4 separate regions of the Mus musculus genome follow, and regions 1, 3 and 4 are each linked to region 2. A link is a contact called in public Hi-C and HiChIP or PLAC-seq data. All regions are on one chromosome and are shown on one strand. Each heading gives the region's core, a stretch centred on a gene start, on an enhancer-like site or on the middle of the called end of the contact. The rest is flanking DNA. Distances are from core to core; before and after follow the strand shown. Region 1 overlaps Gap43 (growth associated protein 43). Region 2 overlaps 4932412D23Rik (RIKEN cDNA 4932412D23 gene). Region 3 has its middle 35 kb from the start of Tigit. Region 4 overlaps Zbtb20 (zinc finger and BTB domain containing 20).

The links. A called contact is a pair of places that touch in the nucleus more often than the background predicts. HiChIP or PLAC-seq counts read pairs in DNA pulled down with a chosen protein or histone mark.
Region 1: a Hi-C map of the N1E-115 cell line shows a contact between it and region 2, with 4 times the contacts expected there. The contact joins two enhancer-like sites. A contact is called at or near these places in 7 of 484 Hi-C or Micro-C datasets (the N1E-115 cell line, cerebellum, cortical neurons and 3 more), 8 of 115 datasets of contacts at active chromatin or transcription factors (embryonic basal ganglia, embryonic stem cells, extraembryonic endoderm stem cells and 2 more) and 1 of 9 other capture datasets (embryonic tail).
Region 3: a Hi-C map of the N1E-115 cell line shows a contact between it and region 2, with 5 times the contacts expected there. The contact joins two enhancer-like sites. A contact is called at or near these places in 1 of 484 Hi-C or Micro-C datasets (the N1E-115 cell line), 3 of 115 datasets of contacts at active chromatin or transcription factors (cardiomyocytes, embryonic stem cells and extraembryonic endoderm stem cells) and 1 of 9 other capture datasets (embryonic trunk).
Region 4: an H3K27ac HiChIP or PLAC-seq map of extraembryonic endoderm stem cells shows a contact between it and region 2. The contact joins two enhancer-like sites. A contact is called at or near these places in 1 of 15 datasets of contacts at CTCF or cohesin (pro-B cells), 6 of 484 Hi-C or Micro-C datasets (the N1E-115 cell line, cerebellum, cortical neurons and 2 more), 5 of 115 datasets of contacts at active chromatin or transcription factors (cardiomyocytes, a colorectal cancer cell line, embryonic stem cells and 2 more) and 2 of 9 other capture datasets (embryonic stem cells and embryonic trunk).

What each region holds. Positions count from the first base shown.
Region 1 is chr16:42,252,746-42,257,390 of GRCm38.p6, reverse strand. All of the region lies in intron 2 of Gap43 (growth associated protein 43), which reads left to right. Among named protein-coding and RNA genes, the nearest start is that of Mir6540, 48 kb to the left of the region's middle. Within about 2 kb of position 1,565, at least 37 of the 459 cell types and tissues checked have an H3K27ac peak or open chromatin away from gene starts, as enhancers often do. A contact at or near this core is called in the N1E-115 cell line, cerebellum, cortical neurons and 1 more, where this site is marked.
Region 2 is chr16:42,780,961-42,785,383 of GRCm38.p6, reverse strand. The region is part of intron 1 of 4932412D23Rik (RIKEN cDNA 4932412D23 gene); the gene reads left to right. Among named protein-coding and RNA genes, the nearest start is that of 4932412D23Rik, 92 kb to the left of the region's middle. Within about 2 kb of position 2,998, at least 134 of the 459 cell types and tissues checked have an H3K27ac peak or open chromatin away from gene starts, as enhancers often do. A contact at or near this core is called in the N1E-115 cell line, cerebellum, a colorectal cancer cell line and 5 more, where this site is marked.
Region 3 is chr16:43,696,859-43,701,611 of GRCm38.p6, reverse strand. No RefSeq gene overlaps it. Among named protein-coding and RNA genes, the nearest start is that of Tigit, 35 kb to the right of the region's middle. Within about 2 kb of position 2,486, at least 124 of the 459 cell types and tissues checked have an H3K27ac peak or open chromatin away from gene starts, as enhancers often do. A contact at or near this core is called in the N1E-115 cell line, where this site is marked.
Region 4 is chr16:43,570,916-43,575,444 of GRCm38.p6, reverse strand. Zbtb20 (zinc finger and BTB domain containing 20) reads right to left here. Exons shown (of 11, transcript NM_001285805.1): 7 at 3,654-3,711. Among named protein-coding and RNA genes, the nearest start is that of Mir568, 67 kb to the left of the region's middle. Within about 2 kb of position 1,309, at least 195 of the 459 cell types and tissues checked have an H3K27ac peak or open chromatin away from gene starts, as enhancers often do. A contact at or near this core is called in the N1E-115 cell line, cerebellum, a colorectal cancer cell line and 4 more, where this site is marked.

The sequences.
Region 1 (4,645 bases), core at 316-2,815, 530 kb after region 2:
ACATTATCTTTTGATGATTGTGTAGACTAAATGTATATATAAAGTTTAAGAGGCTTCCAAAGGGTTGGCAAGGTGGCAAGGTGGTTAAGAGCACTGACTGGTCTTCCAAAGGTTCTGAGTTCAGTTCCCAGCAACCACATGGTGGCTCACAACCATCTGTAATATAATCTGATGCCCTCTTCTGGCATTCAGATGTACATGCAGATAGAGCAGTCATATACATAAAATAAATAAATAGATCTTTTTAAAAAAAATGGTTTCTGGTGCAAGTTGACTCACGTTGACTTTTGTCTTGACTTTTTGGATCACCTTTCCTTTAAAACAAAACCTCCAGCTTTCCTTTTATTGGTTGAAAGCCTGTATTCCCTTTTAGCTTTTAGAGCAATGAATTCCCTTGATCAATAATGTTCCTTTTCTGGGTGTCTGCTTTTCTATATAATGCTGTTCACAGTACATATATCCTTTCATCCAGAGATGTGGAAGTATTGTGGAGGGTCTTATTTTATCTAGAAAGGTAGAGGGGAAAAATAGATGTTTTTCTTCCCTTTGAATTTTTTTTTTGTCTTAGAAGGAGAATGTTAATTTACAAAACCCACAAGTTAGAGTAAAGTCAAAGAAATTAAATTTCATGTTGGTTAAATACTCAGCAGACTACACGTGGTCCCCTTTATAGTTTACAGTACATATCATAACGTCCACATAGCCTGCAATGAGATGGGTCAGACACAATTGCCCATATTATCATCTCTAGATTCAGAAACTGAAGCACAGAAAGGAAACCTAATTTGTCTGAGCGCGAATGACTAGTTGGTGGAAGAGTCAGGGTAAATGGTAGAGTTGCTTAGTCCTGAAACTCGCAGGGCAGGCGAGAGGATGGTAATGGTGTGTTTTGGGTATCACTAAGACCCCGTGGCAGCTGCCTTTGACATTTCTTCTTAATTAAATTCTTATTTGTTACTCTTTGAAAAATGTAAGTGCATAACGGATTATTTTCTCTTTCAAAGGCTCAGAAAACAAGGGACAAGGGTGGAAGTGTAATTTAGTTCATTATCCTGGCATCAAAAATTATGTGTATGTGCTTGGCATTTTAATATATTTAAAATATGAAACAAAGTGAATGACAAAGGAAAATATGGATCCCAGGGAAAACCAAAAGCCAGCCCAGGCTCCAATTTGACATCTGGTGTAAAGCTCCAGGAAAAGATGGTCTGAATCACAAAAGGGCCATACGCGAGTATGCTGCTAAGCACTCCTACTTGCTTTCCTTTGAGCTTTTGAGGTAAGGATGCTTAATATCCAAGAAAGATGAAACTAAAAAGGAAAAGGGAAGTGCGCCCAGCCCATTGGTGATTGGTAGAGTAATTGTGGGCATGGCCCCAGGATGATAGCAGCTTCTATTTAATCAATGTTGACAAGACTGGGGAGAGCTGGGCAGGTCCCAAGAGGTAATGTTTTACTCGGAAATCCACTCAACCTAATTTCAGTAATGTAGGGCTGTGGAGGGACCTGGAGGAGAGCCAAGAAACGGGGCCATTAGAGCTGCATGTGCGCGTCGGCAGCTGGGAACACCGCCATCCCTCTTAACAGCATCGCAACCGAGCTGCCTGGCTGGGCACGCAAGCAGCCGCTGCTGCATATGTTCCTGGTGTTTGCTCACCAACAGAAGGAAGGCACAGACATGCTATTCCCACTCACCCTTTCAAGGTAATGAATGACGCCCATCAGAAGCCAGGATCTTCTTCCGCAAGGATAGGAGAGTCAGGTTGACGTACACCTTGAATGACTATGGTGAAATTGTTCACTCAAATCTCTTCCTTAGTTTTGTCATTTATGACTAACATTACATGGTATAAACGGATCCAGGAATATTTAACGCATTTATTGTTCTTTTAATGTGACTTTGAGCATTTTAAAGGATGGTCGTCATACAGTTAGGGGTGTAGCTAATTGGCAGAGCACTTGCCTGGCTTGACTAACATGTACACAGCTCTGGGTCCAATATCAAATGAGCACTGAGAAAAGAATGGTGTGGGGAGAGCATGGTAGTCATGGGTGACAAGTGTGGGAAACTAAGAAGGTCTCCTGTTTTTTAACATATGACATTCTTTAAGAACATTCAACTTTGCAAATTTAAGAGAATTTGACTCAAGAAAAATGATGTTGAACTCTAAGTCTCTCTCTCTCTCTCTCTCTCTCTCTCTCTCTCTCTCTCTCTCTCTGTGTGTGTGTGTGTGTGTGTGTGTGTGTGTCCTCCCCCCATAAGCAACACATCATTCTAGAAACTGCTTAGCATATACAGTCTCAGAAGACAGACATTTTCAGTTTGAGTTTCATTGTAATCACTGCTAATCTACTTCTAGCTCATAGACCAGAACACAGCTCAGTCTCTTTCATTAGGTGCATTAATGAATGGATGACCACATTTTCCTTCTTTTTCAAGTGTCTTTCAGCTTTGAAGCATGAATAATAGATGACTTTATTGTCTACGATATTGACTTTCTCTTTTAAGTTAACACATAAATAAATGATAAAATTAAGAGGTTTTCTGCAAGCATGATAATTTCTAAGAGTTCTTTAAGTTGAAAAGAGCAAGATTTTGCAAAGGCTAAACTGCTGGATAGGCAAGTTACAACTATTTGTTAAATATTAAAATCATCCGTCTAAGGTATCTCAATATTCTTTTTATAACTAGGTGGCACTCACATTACTTAGACTATGGCATAAAGAGAAACCGAATTCAATGTTTTTCTTGCTTCCTAGCTTAAGCTTCTCCTGTGGATATAATTGTTTACTCTTAAAAATATGACATATTTTATTTAAAAATTCTCTCAATCTCATACTTAAGAAACACATGAATATTTTTTCTTGTTCTTAATGCAAGCCACAGAAATGCATCACCAGTCCTCATGAGAGGATCAGATTTGCGGAGCTAATTTTGATATCATAATCAATTTGAAGAGACATCATCCGGTCATATGATACATCCCTCTAAAACACACACACACACACACACACACACACACACACACACACATACATGTATATATTATCAAAGTAGTTCAACTTGGCTGATATGAGAAAATATACTGCAAATTGGATGGCCTTTAAGTAACAGAAATTTACTTCTCACTTTTTTGGCATATGGTAGATCCAAAATCAGGCTGACAACCAGCTCACTTTGTCAAGTGAAGGCCTGAGACCTTAAAGATCTATCATTCTCTGTGTCTCCACATGGTAGAAATCAATAGTGAGTGCTTGGTGGTCCAGTTTTAAAGAACCCTCTGCCAAATCATGAATGCTCCATTCTCATGGTCTAATCACTGCTAAAGGCTCTACCTCTTAATCCTTTTAATACCAACAGCTACGATCAAGATTTCCACATACAAGTTTGGGGCAATTCAAACACCCAGACCATAGGCGCTGTGATTTTTCTCCCTAATTATAGGGGAAAAAAACAAAAATTTAACAAAATATCAATATTAATATTATATTTTGTGCTTAATATGATGAAAAGTAGCATCCAGAGACAAATGGCTGAGGAAAACTGTGTTCTACTCTTTAACTGTCATGGCTTCTGCTTTACTTCAGTATTCCACGTCAGACTCACTCGTTAGCTCTGAGCCCTGTTACCTCTGCTCCTTTGTTATCCAATCATTGGTGTCTCTTGGTACCTACTATGTGACTTCAGTCCTTTAACTTCTTCAGGCTCTTAAGTAACAATTGTCACAGAGGGAGGATGATGCTCTACATGAGGGATGTAGTTATTTATGCTAATTGGATTGTGGTAATTGGAGTGACCAGCTGGCCTCAGCCATTCATGTCTTTCACACTTCCCACCATGATCGAAGTGGGTTTTTTTTTTCCAAAATGCCAAAGATTACATATTAACTCATCTCTAGCATTTACCAATTACATAATTAGCACCAGAATGTGCCAAGGCTGGCTTTCATATTATGAAGCACTAATCGGGGTTCTCCCCACCATTTTGAGATGTTTGCAAGTCCAATGTCTAGATTTTATTGGCACTGAGACTGAATATCTATGTCATGTCACAGTTCCCATTGAATCCATCCATCTTGGTTCAGGTAAGCTGAGAACAAAGGACGCAATATCAAGAAGAAAGAAGGCTTGAGTGGGCTCCATGGCAGCCTGGAGTAAGCTGTCACTTACCATCCATGTGTACAAATTATATAAATTATTTAATCTTTTGCCTCAGACGCCCCAAATGTAACATGAGGTGGTCAATGAAACTGTAAAGATAGACACGACACAGTACAAGTCTGCTTAAAACTGTTAAGAGTATCAACAGCCGCTTAGAAGTGTTAGTTGAAGCAACATACCTTAACAAAGGGCCAGGACTGTCAAAACTTACAGTCACTTCCAGAAGAAAACACAAAACTGTAGATCCACAACTCAATGGCCAACGTGATTTGTTGTCTGTATGACTTGTTTATGGCTGGCGTCAGTGAGGGTGAAGCACATTAATAACACAGAGAAGTTCTTTCCTGCATGAGTATTCAAACGGACCTACTCCAAATTACAGAGATTCTAACTGATTCTTTTCTCTCTGATGTTAAAATCCTTCAGAGGCTGCATTTAGTGTCTGTAAAAGCAGGCCCTGTTAAAGTAGATATAACCGTGTCTG
Region 2 (4,423 bases), core at 1,749-4,248:
TTTTCTATACTCAGTTCTATTAGCTGTTGAAGATTTGACATTCATATAGTTTCGGGAGTTACACCCAATGTAATGTTAACAACGTCCCTTCTTGTTTTAAGAAGTGTTCTGTTTTTCTAGCTTATGCTTCATCTGTTTAAAATATGCCACAGAATTTTCTTGTCTACAATAGTTTTTAATAGCAATTGGTTTGTGTCTTTCTAACTTGCTTCTGCAAAGTTAATAACGAACATCCTCCTTTTAAATATCCTCTCTCTGTTGTGCCTTTGAACACAAGCCAATCTTCCCCCACACCCTTTATTACCAAAAAATTTCATCCACTGTGCCAGGGGACTCATCTAGAATTGACTGGCCAGTCACAAAGGACTCTGCAGAGTCTTTGCCTTAAAAACCACGTCATGGTCCACCAACACAATGTGGTAAGGCAGAGTAAAAAGAAGGCAAGAGAAAAACAGGAAATTATACTCTCACAGGAAATTGTAGTAATAAAGCTGAAAAGCCAAGGAAGTAACTGGCCCGCAAGTCATAAAATCCTAATCATGTGGCAGGGACAAATTGAAGCTCAGTCGCCTGCAGAGCTTCACATTGTTCTTCCAGTCATTACTCACTTCTAAATTCGAGCCTTTGTGACTTCAAAGTCATAGGATCATTTCACAGTTGGAGTAACTAAGGCAAAAAGAAATTAGGTAGCATACTTCAAGTTTCACCTTAAAGACTGCCTAGGACATGGGTCTCCTGACTTGGATCAGCAAAGACATTTCCCCAGTAATTGAAATTTCTTGGGATCAGTTTGCCAGGCCTTGTTTGCTTCACATTTTAATGTAATAAATTCTCCTCACAAAACCTTTCAAAAAAACAGTATGTCTTTTATTTATGGAGATTATAAGATAATTGCATCATTTCCCCCTTCCCTTTTCTCATCCAAACTCTCCCATATACCTCCTGTTGGGCTGTCTCAAATTCGTGGACATGTGGCCATTTTTGCAGATGAAGATCTAAAAATTGGAATTTTACTGTGAAAGTACCCACCTTACTCCACAAAGCAGGCTTGCATGCATGAAATAACTTTATTGTTTGAGTGTTAATATATCAGCGGCCTGAGAGGGGCAGGAAGAAGAACATGTTCTTTTTCAAGGAGAGTAGTTGCCTGGTAGTTGCCATAGAAACTGGAAACCGATGTACAGATATCCTGCTAGAAAATTTCCACATATTGAAGATGTCTTGCTGTCTGATCGATAGCTAAGAGAGTTTGATTAGCTTCATTAATTAAAGCAGAGGTACCTACAATGGAGAGAATGTGTCTTAGCTAATATGCAAATCTGTTTCTTGGGGTCTGAGAAAAATATCATGTAAGTGTTTTTAATGAAGCATAATGTACACAAGTGCACATATCATAAGCATAGAGCTTAATGAGATGCCTCATAGTGGATGCGGCTGTGCCTCTGATTCAATAGTAATAATATCAAAAATGTTAGTAACATTCTAGAAGCAATTTGTGTGCTCCCTTCTAGCCAGTGCTCTTCCAAAGAGGCTCCTAGCACTGTGTGTGTGTTACTTCACTGTTTGGAGGCTCTAGAGCAAGGGAGCATGCAGCATGCAGGTGTGTGTGTGTGTGTGTGTGTGTGTGTGTGTGTGTGTGTGTGTGGTTTGTTTTTTGTCTTAAGTCAGTTTTCTTACATTCAACATTACACCTGTGTGTAACATGACTAGGGTTTTTTTTTCCTGTACTTTTTAATTTTTATTTATTTATTTATTTATTTATTTATTTTATTTATTTATTTTGGTTTTTCAAGACAGGGTTTCTCTGTATAGCCCTGGCTGTCCTGGAGCTCACTTTGTAGACCAGGCTGGCCTCGAACTCAGAAATCCGCCTGCCTCTGCCTCCTGAGTGCTGGGATTAAAGGCGTGCGCCACCACGCCTGGCCTAATTTTTATTTTTAAAAGTATTTTTTTGTCTATAACATGTATTTTAGTGCTTGGTGCCTATAAGCAAACCGAGTATGCTTCCAAGTTTAAATGATTCTAAGATTAAGGAATGACAGCACTTATTTGAATTTCTTGACATTGGCTCACGCCTTTAATCCCAGCACTTGGGAGGCAGCGGCAGGCAGATTTCTGAGTTAATCTCATCTCATTAATCCCAGCCTGGTCTACAAAGTGAGTTCCAGGACAGCCAAGGCTACACAGAGAAACCCTGTCTCGAGAACCAAAACAAAAAACAAAAACAAAACAAAACATAAAACAAAACAAAACAAAATTTCTTGACTTGAAACCCAAGCTGAATTTATGAGTTCAGAGAGAACCAATTGTTCATAGCCATAAACTATAGTGACGCCAGCTAGAGATTGCTTATGTATTGTTGAATACCCACTATGCATGAATCTTTGAAGGTATTCTGATAGTTATGAAGGCAAGTAAAGGAGGAGGAGGAGGAGGAGGAGGAGGAGGAGGAGGGGTGGCAGTGGCTCATATTCTCAAGGAGTCTATCAGTCTTATCGGGGAAACAGAGCACTAAACTCAAATGATTATTCCAGGCAAAATTAAGAATCTACAAAACAGAAACAGCTGAGAAGATGCAGGCGCATCGATAAAGCATGACCCATCTCCCAGAAACCTATAAAAGTCCCATTGAGATAAACTTTGAGCTTCCTCTAACCTTCCAGCTTCTAAGATTTCATTAAAATTCTCTGTACAAAAGTAGGATCTTTATTCCCACTGGCTAGCCATTAGAGTTTATGGCTGTTCAGCGTATCCAGCACTTAGTCAAGAGGGGGCAGCATTCATCCTTTTTCTGAAACGAGTAGAACTCTGGCTGCCTGTCTTTCTAGGAAAAGAATACTTTAATCAGATAGAATTTCAGAGCATGCATATATTTTATGCCCCTGTTTTAATTGTTTGTTTATAGAGATGGTAACTGATGTGTACAGCTATGTTACTGAGACCAACAAATGAGTCCTGTTTAAGTAAGTGGAGCTGTGTCAGTGCCCAGAGATCCCCTTTCTCTGCCTTTGTCCCTTTCCTGGGCGTGGCAGCCTTGCTCAGACTCAGATTGCAAAAGGGCGGTGGCTGAAATGAACAAAAGAATTCAGACTTCTACTTTTCCCCAAAGAAAAGGCCAGCCAAGGGGAAGCCCCGGGAAAAAAAGGACTGTGTGTCTCCCATTGTTCTAACTATCTGATGCTTTCTTTCTTTTTCTTTCTTCTGAATGTTTGTTTACCTTAAACCTGTATTTGTAAGCATTGTTATTATAATAAAGGTAACTAAATAATCCCACTGGGGATTAGTGGCTGCCTTCTGTTTTAGGGGTGGTCTCCTTATCAACCAAGTAACCCTTAGAGCCCTTAGAGTTAAAGCAATGCATAGTGCCTGGTAGTTCTTTTCCAGCAGAAGCAGGGGCAGGGGCGTGGTAGTGAAAACTGAGAGAGGTTTAGCTGAAGCTATCAGACCACGTGTCTCTCTGACCTCCAACTGCCAGACCTCCAGATAACCAACTCCCTTTTGTTAGTGAGCCACTTTGATTTTAATGAGAGACATATAACCCCTCCCATGTTTTACGTGATTGACTTTGAGAAAATCAATGTTGATGGCCAAAAACGCCAAATTAACATCAGAGTAGATTTCCTTATACTGTATACAGCCTTAAATAGCCCTCTGAATGACATTTTGTTTTTTATTTAAGGAGTAGACCTTAGCCAAATGTCCTTGAATGATAAAAGAGAGTTGGCCCTCCCCATAATTAGCTTTTGTAAATATCAAGTCAAGGGTCAGAGCAAAGGTCATCTGATTTCTTTCTTTTGTGTAGAACAAGGGGCTTTAGTGACCATGACTGATTTTAGATCCAGCAAAGAATGAGGTCATTGCTTTTTACACAGACTGCATTGGATGAATCACAGAAACCATGGCAGTAACGTGAATACCAAATAATAACTGATAATTTGCGTACCAGTTACAAATACGCCTAATCTTAGATCTAGTAAAATGCTTTACTCTGTCAAGGAAATGAGGCTGCGGGATCAGCTCCTGAAAGGATTGCCAGTGACCTCATGCAGCTGTGATGTGAAGCTACAAAGCACTTGTCACATGCCACAGCTGAGGTCAGAAGTAGATCCTATCCAGGGACTTCACAGAGGGCGATAAAAAAAAAACCTCCGACTTTTAACTCTTTCAGCACTAGTCACGTAAACGCTACAATATATAAAATTTCAAGCTCATTTGAGAAATAAGACAAAAAATATTTTCATTTCTTTTGAAATTAAGCATCAGGGTTTGGAAACCACTTCTACTTAAACCAAACAGTGATTTCAAATGTGTTCATCAAGTGATGCTTTAGACTTTCCTTTTTAGAAAAAAAAAAAAAAAAAAGAAATAAAAAGGAAAAGACAGAACTGCTCCTCGATATGGGGGAGGAGGGATGTCATTGTAG
Region 3 (4,753 bases), core at 1,237-3,736, 920 kb before region 2:
TATTACACCGCCTTTAAAACCACTTTATCTTATCTATACTTACTTAGTCCCTTCATTGAGATCGTGTGTGTGTGTGTGTGTGTGTGTGTGTGTGTGTGTATTGATCAGAGAGTCCTCCAACTTTGGTGAGCATAAGAATTTAATAGCAGCAGCTGTAGCCTGTCAGGCACTTGCTGGGAAGGCCATGGCTGGGAAGACTGTGGGGTTCAAGCGGACTGGGTCCTAGCCCCCTCACATTGTTGAGACCTTGGATTCGGGAGCTGTACCTCAGAGACCAGGAATCTGTGTGTTTTATTAACTATGGCCCAAATGACTTTGATCTGTGTAGCCGGAGGTGCAGTCTTCTTAACTGTGTAGTAGATCTACGGCTTGTCTGAATGCGGTGAATGGTTTCAACTTCACTGAAGTATAAATCTGAATCCAAGAGCTTTGAGCTTGGCCTGTGGGGGCCCATCAGCTACCTAGTGAGTGTCGCTAACTATCCATTGCAGGGCCTCAGCTCAGCTCAACAGAGCTCCTGGCATTTTGTCTCTGTTTTTCTTTTACTGAAAATAATTTTCTTCCATACGGTAAATTCCGATTACAGTTTCCCCTCCCTTAGCTCCTCCCAGCTCCTAACTCCTCCCCACTTCCCCTCCCATTGGAATCCACACCCTTTCTGTTAGAAAAGAGGCATCTAGTGAATAATGACAAAATACGATAAAACAAAACCAATGGCGTTTCAAATCAGTGACTCCATCTCCAAATAAGAGGCCCAGGAACCTCTAAACTGGCGCATTGGGGACTTGGATTCTGGCGGATGTCAAAGGATGAGTCACCAAATAAGTTACAGCTAACATAAAAGCGGTGGGGACACCAGGAGGAGCCGCTGTACTTCAGCTCATTTTGCAGAGGAGCTGTGGGAAATGTGTGGGCTTCTAGCCAGAGGGCCTGAGCAGGACTCCCGATGTTCTTAGCTACTTGCTACCTGGCAAAGCAAACAGCTTAGGTTTCTGAGTTGTGTGTTTCCTCTGCTCCTCACTAAGGCCGCAGCCCTGTTGAAGACACAGGGCTGCCGTGAGACTCGGGTGACTTAAATACATGAAAACGCTCTTCCAACTGTGGCGTTCTGAGCAGCCATTGCCTTTTCACTGTGTAGAAACATGTCTGAGGTGTTGTAATGACAGAGTGTACTATCGGGCAATGGTGTGTGTGTGTGTGTGTGTGTGTGTGTGTGTGTGTGTGTGTGTGAAGGGGTGGGGGTCGCGGTTGGGATAATTCGTTTAGAGCTAGCAGCTGAAATGGAAGGCCAGAAGCAAACTGGCACACAGGTGTCCGAGTTTGCTGTTCTGACAGCGTGTGCTACACACTTACTCGTTTGCTATGAGCAGCAAGTTGGATGTAACTGGAGATCTGGGAACGCCAATCTTCAAGAGAAGACACAGTCAAGCATGAATTTGATATGGTCAAATAATTTCATTTAGGATTTCAGAACTCTCATTATAATTAGACCTTAGTCAACACCATTGAGATATGTTCAATTTTAAGCCCCAGAAAAAAATAATTGTCACTAGAGAAAGGGCTTTGAGAGCATATGCAACGATTTATTCCCCTTTAGAGAATTTTAACAGTATCTATAGAAAGTATGAGGCTGTGTAGATTTTTTTTTTTTTTTTTTTTTGCTTTGTTTGGTTTTCGAGACAGTGTAGCCCCAGCTGTCCTGGAACTCACTCTTTAGACCAGGCTGGCCTTGAATTCAGAGATCCACCTGCCTCTACTTCCCGAGTGCTGGGATTAAAGGTGTGCGCCACCACGCCCAGCCAAATGATGCAGTTTTTATGTGATGAATTCCTTGTTGCTGCAGTAGACCTTGGGCAGTCCTTGCTCCTCCTGTAGCAGAGCTCTGTTTATTGGCTGGAGATTTAGTCAGAGGAGCTCTGGAATTTAGCAGGAGACATGTTTATGTCTCATGGTCAAATACTTATTCAGAATTCTAGAATTCTCGAGCACCTCCTGTATGTCCAGCATAGCGTGGGGTATTAGAGAATCTGATATGCCCCAGCTTGTAACTCATTCACGTCAGAGGCAGAGGGGGAAATCCCATCTTTGTTATTCAGTAGAATGAGGTAAAACCAGAGGTCAACAGACCTGGTATAAGGATCACTGTGCTTTTGTGACTTTATTCCCTTAACCAAATCTACTGAACCCTTTCCTGTATCAGGCACACGCTCTCCAGAGCTTACGTGATGGTGGCAGCCTACAAAGATAGTGAGACTCCACCAGCCATGGTGGCATGGGACTGTAATCCCAGCCCTAACAAGGCAGGAGGAGCACAGGTTTGAGGTCGGCCCATCTCAAGAAACAACAACAAACAAAACAAAACAAAACAAAACAACAAAACTGGAAGAGATGATGAAGTCCCCTAGGCAGAGGTCAGTAAAGACAGGCCAGGCAGAGAACACAGGGTACATACCAACCCGACAGCTCAAACCCACAAACCACAGGCTAGCAGGAGAGACAGCCTTGGGGGCGGGACAAGGTGTGGGGGCGGGACCAGAAGGTTCCTGTGGGCTCCACCATAGACTTCTGCCTTTCCGTCAAGTGGAAGAGGGCGGGGCTGGAAAGGATTTGTGGCAAGCAGTAGATATAAAGAGATGAGTGCTTTTTAAAATTGTGGCGTTTTAAAATAGCCAATGCTCTGTTTGCATCTTCCTCGAAGGATCCGTAGGTTGAGGTGTGGGGGTGGGAATACAAAATAGTGGATTTAGGGAGGTAGGTTAGGGACTGTGCAGTAGCAGTGGAGGTGAGAAAAATGATTTTAAAAATCAGACACAAGGTGGTGGTGGTGGTAAATAAAGAGTTGGGCAGAGCTAAGACTCTGAAGGAGCAGATGTGTGGGAAGGAAGCTGTCTTGTTTCTCCCTACGTTCTTGTCACTTCCAGTTCTATACTTTTAGATCTCTCTCTCTCTCTCTCTCTCTCTCTCTCTCTCTCATATTTATCTTTCCAACTTACATTCCAGTGGGGGAAGTGATTGGATTTTTTAAAAGATTTATTTAGTTTATGTATGTGAGTACACTGTAACTGTCTTCAGACACACCAGAAGAGGGCATCAGTTCCCTTACTGATGGTAGTGAGCCCCCATGTGGTTGCTGGGAATTGAACCCAGGACCTCTGGAAGAGCAGTGAATGCTCTTAACCGCTAGGCCATCTCTCCAGTCCCCTGGACTTTTTTTTTTTTTTTTTAAGCAAAATTTGTAGCACAGTGTGGCTGTGTTGACATACTACCCGTGGCAAACATTGAAAGAGTTTGAGCACAGGGTTTGAAACAACTCAGTCAAGTTGTCTCACCTCTCAATCCACAGAATTGCCACCTAGAAAACTGGGATACAATGGCATCTGGCTTGTTAGGCTTCCTTTAGAGTTCAGTGAGGTAGTAAATACAAAACCATTGACACAGAGCTTGGTTTAGTGAAAACGCTCAATGCTGTCACTTGTCACAGATTCTAGTTGGAAAGCCGTATCAATTACGTGTCTCGTCACTGTAACAACATACACGACAACAGCAACTCGAAGAAAGATGGGCTTGGATTTTAATATTTATTTTATTTCTGGTTATGTGTGACTGTGTGGTAAATGCCACACATGCTGTGGGTACCGAAAGAAGCCAGAAGAGTGAGTCAGGTAGACCTGAAGCTGAGTCACTGGCAATGTGGATGACTTGCTGTGGGCTCTGGGAAGTGACCTCAGGCCCTCAGTCACTGAGGTGTCATCTCTCTAGCCCTAACATGGATATTTCTCATTTGGGAGTATTTCTCAGAGAGGATGAAAGCAAGAAGCTAATAACTACAGTTGAATATGCCTATAAGCTCCCAGAATGTCCATATAGGCCATGTGTTGTTTCTATAGATAAGTGGAGGCTAAGACAACAAATGCTTTCCCAGGGAGATAAGGTTCAAGTTATGCCCCGTCCTTTATGGCTTTATAGAGTCTTAGCAATCCGGATTAGAGGTTTTCAAATGGCAATCTACAGGCTAATGGGACTCAAAATTGTCACCAGTCTCAACAAAATGTGGACTAAAGTAAATTTAAAATATCTCCCCAGCTTTCCATTATGAAACGATTATTGTGCCAGGCATAACAATCCTAGTTGTGCACATCTTTAATCCCAGCAGTAGGGAAGCAGCCCTTAGAGTTGGAGGCCAGCCTAGTCTACCAAGTTTCAGGACAGCCATGGCTACACAGCGAAATCCTGTCTTAAACAAACACACACACACACACACACACACACACACACACACACACACACACAAAAGACACAGAATAAACCACCACCAAGAAAAAACTGCACAGTTTTATTATCAAGAAATTCTTAAGGCCAAAAATGAAGAGAAAGGTTTATTCGGGAGAAGGGAGGAGGAAGGAGGTAGCCATGAGTTCTGAGCAAGGTGAGGAATGGCTGAGCTGCCTAAAGTAGGTACATCTGTTTGGTAGAAAAAGGAGACAGAGAAAGGTTCCCCCAGAAGGGATCCCAGTGTCCCTTTTACCCTGGAGATTCGGCGAAAGCTAAATTTCTCCTGAGAACTTTATAACAGGGAGTTGCTCTCATTGGAATTAAGGCTAGCGTTCCCACAACTAATATAAGCTGAGAAATCCCAAGATGGGTACTGAAGTTATTCTGGGTTGGGTAGTGCCTCTAGGTGCCTGGTTAAAGCAGGCACCAATTTTCCCCGAAGGCAGGGGCATTGATCCCAGGTCTCAAGGAATTTCTGGAA
Region 4 (4,529 bases), core at 60-2,559, 790 kb before region 2:
GATCCCTCAGTGGTTGCAGGATTCCTGCCTTACTCACTAACTCTTTATTTCACTAACAGTTCCGTGCTATTGGCTCTCAGAGAGAATGGGCTTTCTGTGGAAGGGGAGTGTCTTAGCAGTTGTCCCATTTCTGGTGTTCATCCCTTTCTTTACTCCGCCTTTCTGCTCCCCTCCCCCACTCCCCCATCCACACTCTCGGTACAGAGACTAAGTGGCTGTGATGTGCCACAGAGGCTGAGCAATCTTGGTCCTGTCCTCCTGGGGTTACTGCCTATTCCATAATTCCATACTGTGAACCATATACACAGCAGCCACTTGCGAACTGTTTGCTGACAGAATTAAATAGAGCTGAAATTTAAATATACTTGGAGACCAGTCCTAGTTTGAATCTCAATTAAGCTTCCTCATTTTATGCGGCAGGGGAATCAACCTGGATTGGTTGCTTTTTCATTGATTACAAGAAGAGTCTTTAGTAAGAGTGGCTGGTCCTTGTAAGTCACCTAAATATAGGGACAAAACACCAATGGCCATCATTATGTAGCAGAAAAAAAAATGGTCTCTATGTTTACAGACAAGGCCTCAGCTAGCTTTTGACATGTGGTTCATGGAATTAAGAGCACACTCTTGCACCAGTGTACTGCCAAGCCACCCATGAGGTCTAACTCTGGAGAAATTGCACGGCTTATGCCCTTACTTCTTGTCCTGAATTAGAGTTTGATGCATGCCTGATTTTCTGTGCCCCACCTATGTCCAGGACCACCTTTGGTGGCTGTCCATGGCCCAGGGACATTGTAGCCACCTCAGCGAGTAGAACACATTCAAACCCAACCTGCCTGGCCCCTTCCCTTCCTTGCTTCCTGCCAGTTCACTTCTCCTCTTACCACGGCAGTGCTCCAACGTCACAGACCAGAGCCCTGCACACTGTCCGTTGGAGCACTTCCTCTCCCATTCCAACCTCTTTTATAATTCTCTGGGATTCCTTTTTCTGAAGCCAAGAAGCGTTAACACAAAACAGCAGTCTGTCTGACATGCACAGGTGCTGTTCTATGACCAATTTTTTTTTCAGTTTGTGGTTTATTAAGGAGGAAAGAGCAAACTCTCTTGTAATTAACTGAAAATGCCTTCTTTGGTTGCATAAAGGGGATTGTATAAACATGGCACATCTGAGGACATGTCTGTACAAGTCTAAGTAGTTTGCACTATCCCCTGGCGCCTGTAGAGGGCAGCAGCACACTGGCTGACTCCAGGCAGTATTTTAGAGCCTAAACTACCAGAACCTTCCTCCTGGTCACCATGCCAAAGGCTGGTGTGCCAAGCTCTCTCTGGCCTGGCCTCTCAGTCTCTTTCAAGTTTGTTCTCTCCCCGCCTGCTGTGCATATTCATATTCTCTCTCTCTCTCTCTCTCTCTCTCTCTCTCTGTCTCTCTCTCTGTCTCTCTCTCTCTGTCTCTCTCTCTCTCTGTCTCTCTCTCTGTCTCTCTCTCTCTCTGTCTCTCTCTCTCTCTCTCTCTCTCTCTCTCTCTCTCTCTCTCTCTCTCAACTATACACTCTGATGAGGTTGTCCCTCAACCAGAAAATGAAAACTTCTACGTAGAAGTCAGAGAAGCCAACAACAACAACAAAGAAAAAACCCGGGGGAGAGGAGAAAGGGGCCGTGAGGGAGAGAGACTTCAGAACAAGAAAAGGGCAGATGTTTCGCAAATATATGCAAAGCAAAACTGGGTGTACCCTGAACACTTCTACAGAAAAACAGGCCAATCATTGTGCACTTCCTCCCGCCACACTGGTGCAGCTCTGCATTCAAAGAGAGAGAGAGAGAGAGAGAGAGAGAGAGAGAGAGAGAGAGAGAGAGAGAGAAGTGTGGCCGCAGGCACCCGCCTTTCAACGGTCAGTTCTGACATTCTGACTGAACATGTCCCAATTGTCCAAAGAACAAAAACATTTTCATCTCCCCACTGTGAACATTTTTGTTATGAGAAAAAGGCTGCTTTAAGAACCAGGAAGGCGTTTAAGGTGAAGGGCAGCTGAGCTGGCCGGCAGAACCTTCTGGTCTTTAACTCTCCCTGTGCTGGCCCCGGCAGTAAGTTGAGGGCTGAAACATAGCAGTGAGTGAGGCTGTGGAGGCTGCTGGCTCGTCCCAAACTAGACCATATTGTTTTTGCAGAGAAATATGCATTAAAACATATGGATGCGCTGTTAGGTATTAAGCCTGTTAAATGCACGGGAACAAGGCAGATCGGTGGTGTTGGATGTATACAGTTCACACTCCTTCGCACATATTGCACACATACAGTGGCAGAAGTGCTTTCTGCAACATATGGAAAAATAAATATTTTATCCATGCGAGCTCTTATCAGTCTCCAGGGTCTGTTGAGAGGCGAGTGCTCTCTTCCATCTTTCTCCCTCTCTCCTCCAATTCTCTCCTTCCACTGGGCTCCCACCCTCTGCTGCAGATTATGCTTTCCACTAATCAGCCTGGCTGGAGAGGAAAGAATTAGTCAGAACCTCCCTTTGATAAATAATTACGCAGTCGCGGGATCAAGATAATTGAGATCAGTGATGCCTTTCTTGGCCTTTCTGGAGTCGGAACCATTTCCTTACTTACTCTGCTGTTTAACTGTAGAGTGTCTGCGGACAGACGGAGAGGGACGAAGGAAAAAGCCACCGACACTCCCACCTAGGGAGGGGAATTTAGGAAAACTGAGCTCCACTAGCTAGCAGCCTTGTGCCCGAGGCAGGTTATTTTGCATCTTTGAGGCCTTATCTTCCCTATCTGTAAAATGGGAACAGCAATGCCTTCCAGCTATGGGCTGTGATTAAGAATAAAGGAGACGAGCCAGGTTGTGTTTAGCACAGTGCTGGTCCAGAACCAAGTGCTGGAGAATGGGGCTTTTTGAAAAATATTAGTCCTGTGGTGTTCATGTTAGCTATATAAGTAAGATCTTCATCTTAGCAGTATTTTGAATATCTGGTTCAGGGGCTAACTGCCATCAATGGAGAAGGAATGTTAACTGCCCCCTTCTGTTCACATGCCTGTCATTGCTGTAGCTGTGTGGACAGTCCCTTGGAGCTGAGGGTCAAGCAAGCTGCGGCGGGCCATGAGCCTGAACAACACTGTGGCTATTCATGGACACCACCTACGGGACTCTGGGTTATCGCGCCTTCTTACCATTCAGCCTTTCAAGACATGGCCCAGTATTCTAACATTAGTTTAAAATGTTTTCATGATTAAAACATTTTATTATCTCAATCTTTCCCCCCTTTCTTCTTGGCAGGGCTGATTTGAAATATTTTTTCAGTGTCTTTCCTCCCTCACAATAGTCAGGATCCTGGCAGGAAATAAATGGCACATATAAAGGTTTTAACTGAAGGGAGTTGAATGGAGGGGACCATGTCTGAGGTGTGGGTGAGACTAAGGGATGCTCAAAGCATGGTGAAGACACGGGAGAGAGACAACGAAGAGTTGTTGATCTCATCTTTGAATCAGTTAAACTGGAAGGCAAGAGCGGTACCTTCTCTGAAGGAGCAGGATGGCCCTAGGGTGGGGTCTTACAGTCTGACTTGGAGAGCATGGGCTCTGGAGTCCCGAGAGGTCGCTGGGTCATGCATTAGGACAGGGAATGGGAGATGGGGTGGCAAGATTCGTCAGCGTACCTACTGCTTCCCTTTCGCATTTGCATTTCCTTCACCCTGTTCCTCTCAATTATACTTTCTGGAAGGAAAAAGCAAAATAAAATCAGATCAGTCCTCTGTTAGCTTCCATGAACCTATTTTGTCTGTTTGCCATTTATAGAGCCGGCAAACTGAATAAGTGAGGCTTTGTTTGTGTTCTTTGCTACACTTCGCGGTGCCCAGAATAGTGACACCCACTGAGCGCTCAGTACATCTCAGTGGATTGAGTAGACATACTCATCTCTGCCGTGCCAGACCCTATATATACACCATCTCATTTAATTATCACAACAGTGAGTGTCAGCAGGCAGCCCTGCGCATGTGTACAGGTAATGTGTTCAAATCAGCACTGCTTCATCATTACCTCACAAATGGCGAGAACAGGTACAGAGCACACGCAGCCCCAGGAAGGACACACTGCTTCAAAGTTCATGTTTATATCCTTCCCACCTTAGGAATTATGTCTTTTGTGTGTGTAAGGAAGCAGTTTTCTGAACAGCAGAGACTATTGGGTTGTAACTCAGTCTGCCCTGTCTCTGCAGCTCAGGAGAAGGCAAAATATTTTTCTGTGACAATAACATGTGACTGTAGCTTTCCTTGCAATTTCTAAGAAGGATTAGACCCCAGTTGTTAGGTCTGAGTTCTCTGCAGCACGAGAATGTAGGAGCAGCGAAGAATACACACACCGTGCTACCCTAGCAGTGCTGCAGTGCTGACACAGGCTTTACTCTGTGCTGAAGGAAAATTCCGATGTGAGAAGCGTGCACGTCTTGTACTTGAACGTAAGGATAAAGTCTGCAAGTAAGTTCTCTGTGTGACTACACTGAAGAAGCAATGTGTGGTCTCCTCTCATGCCAT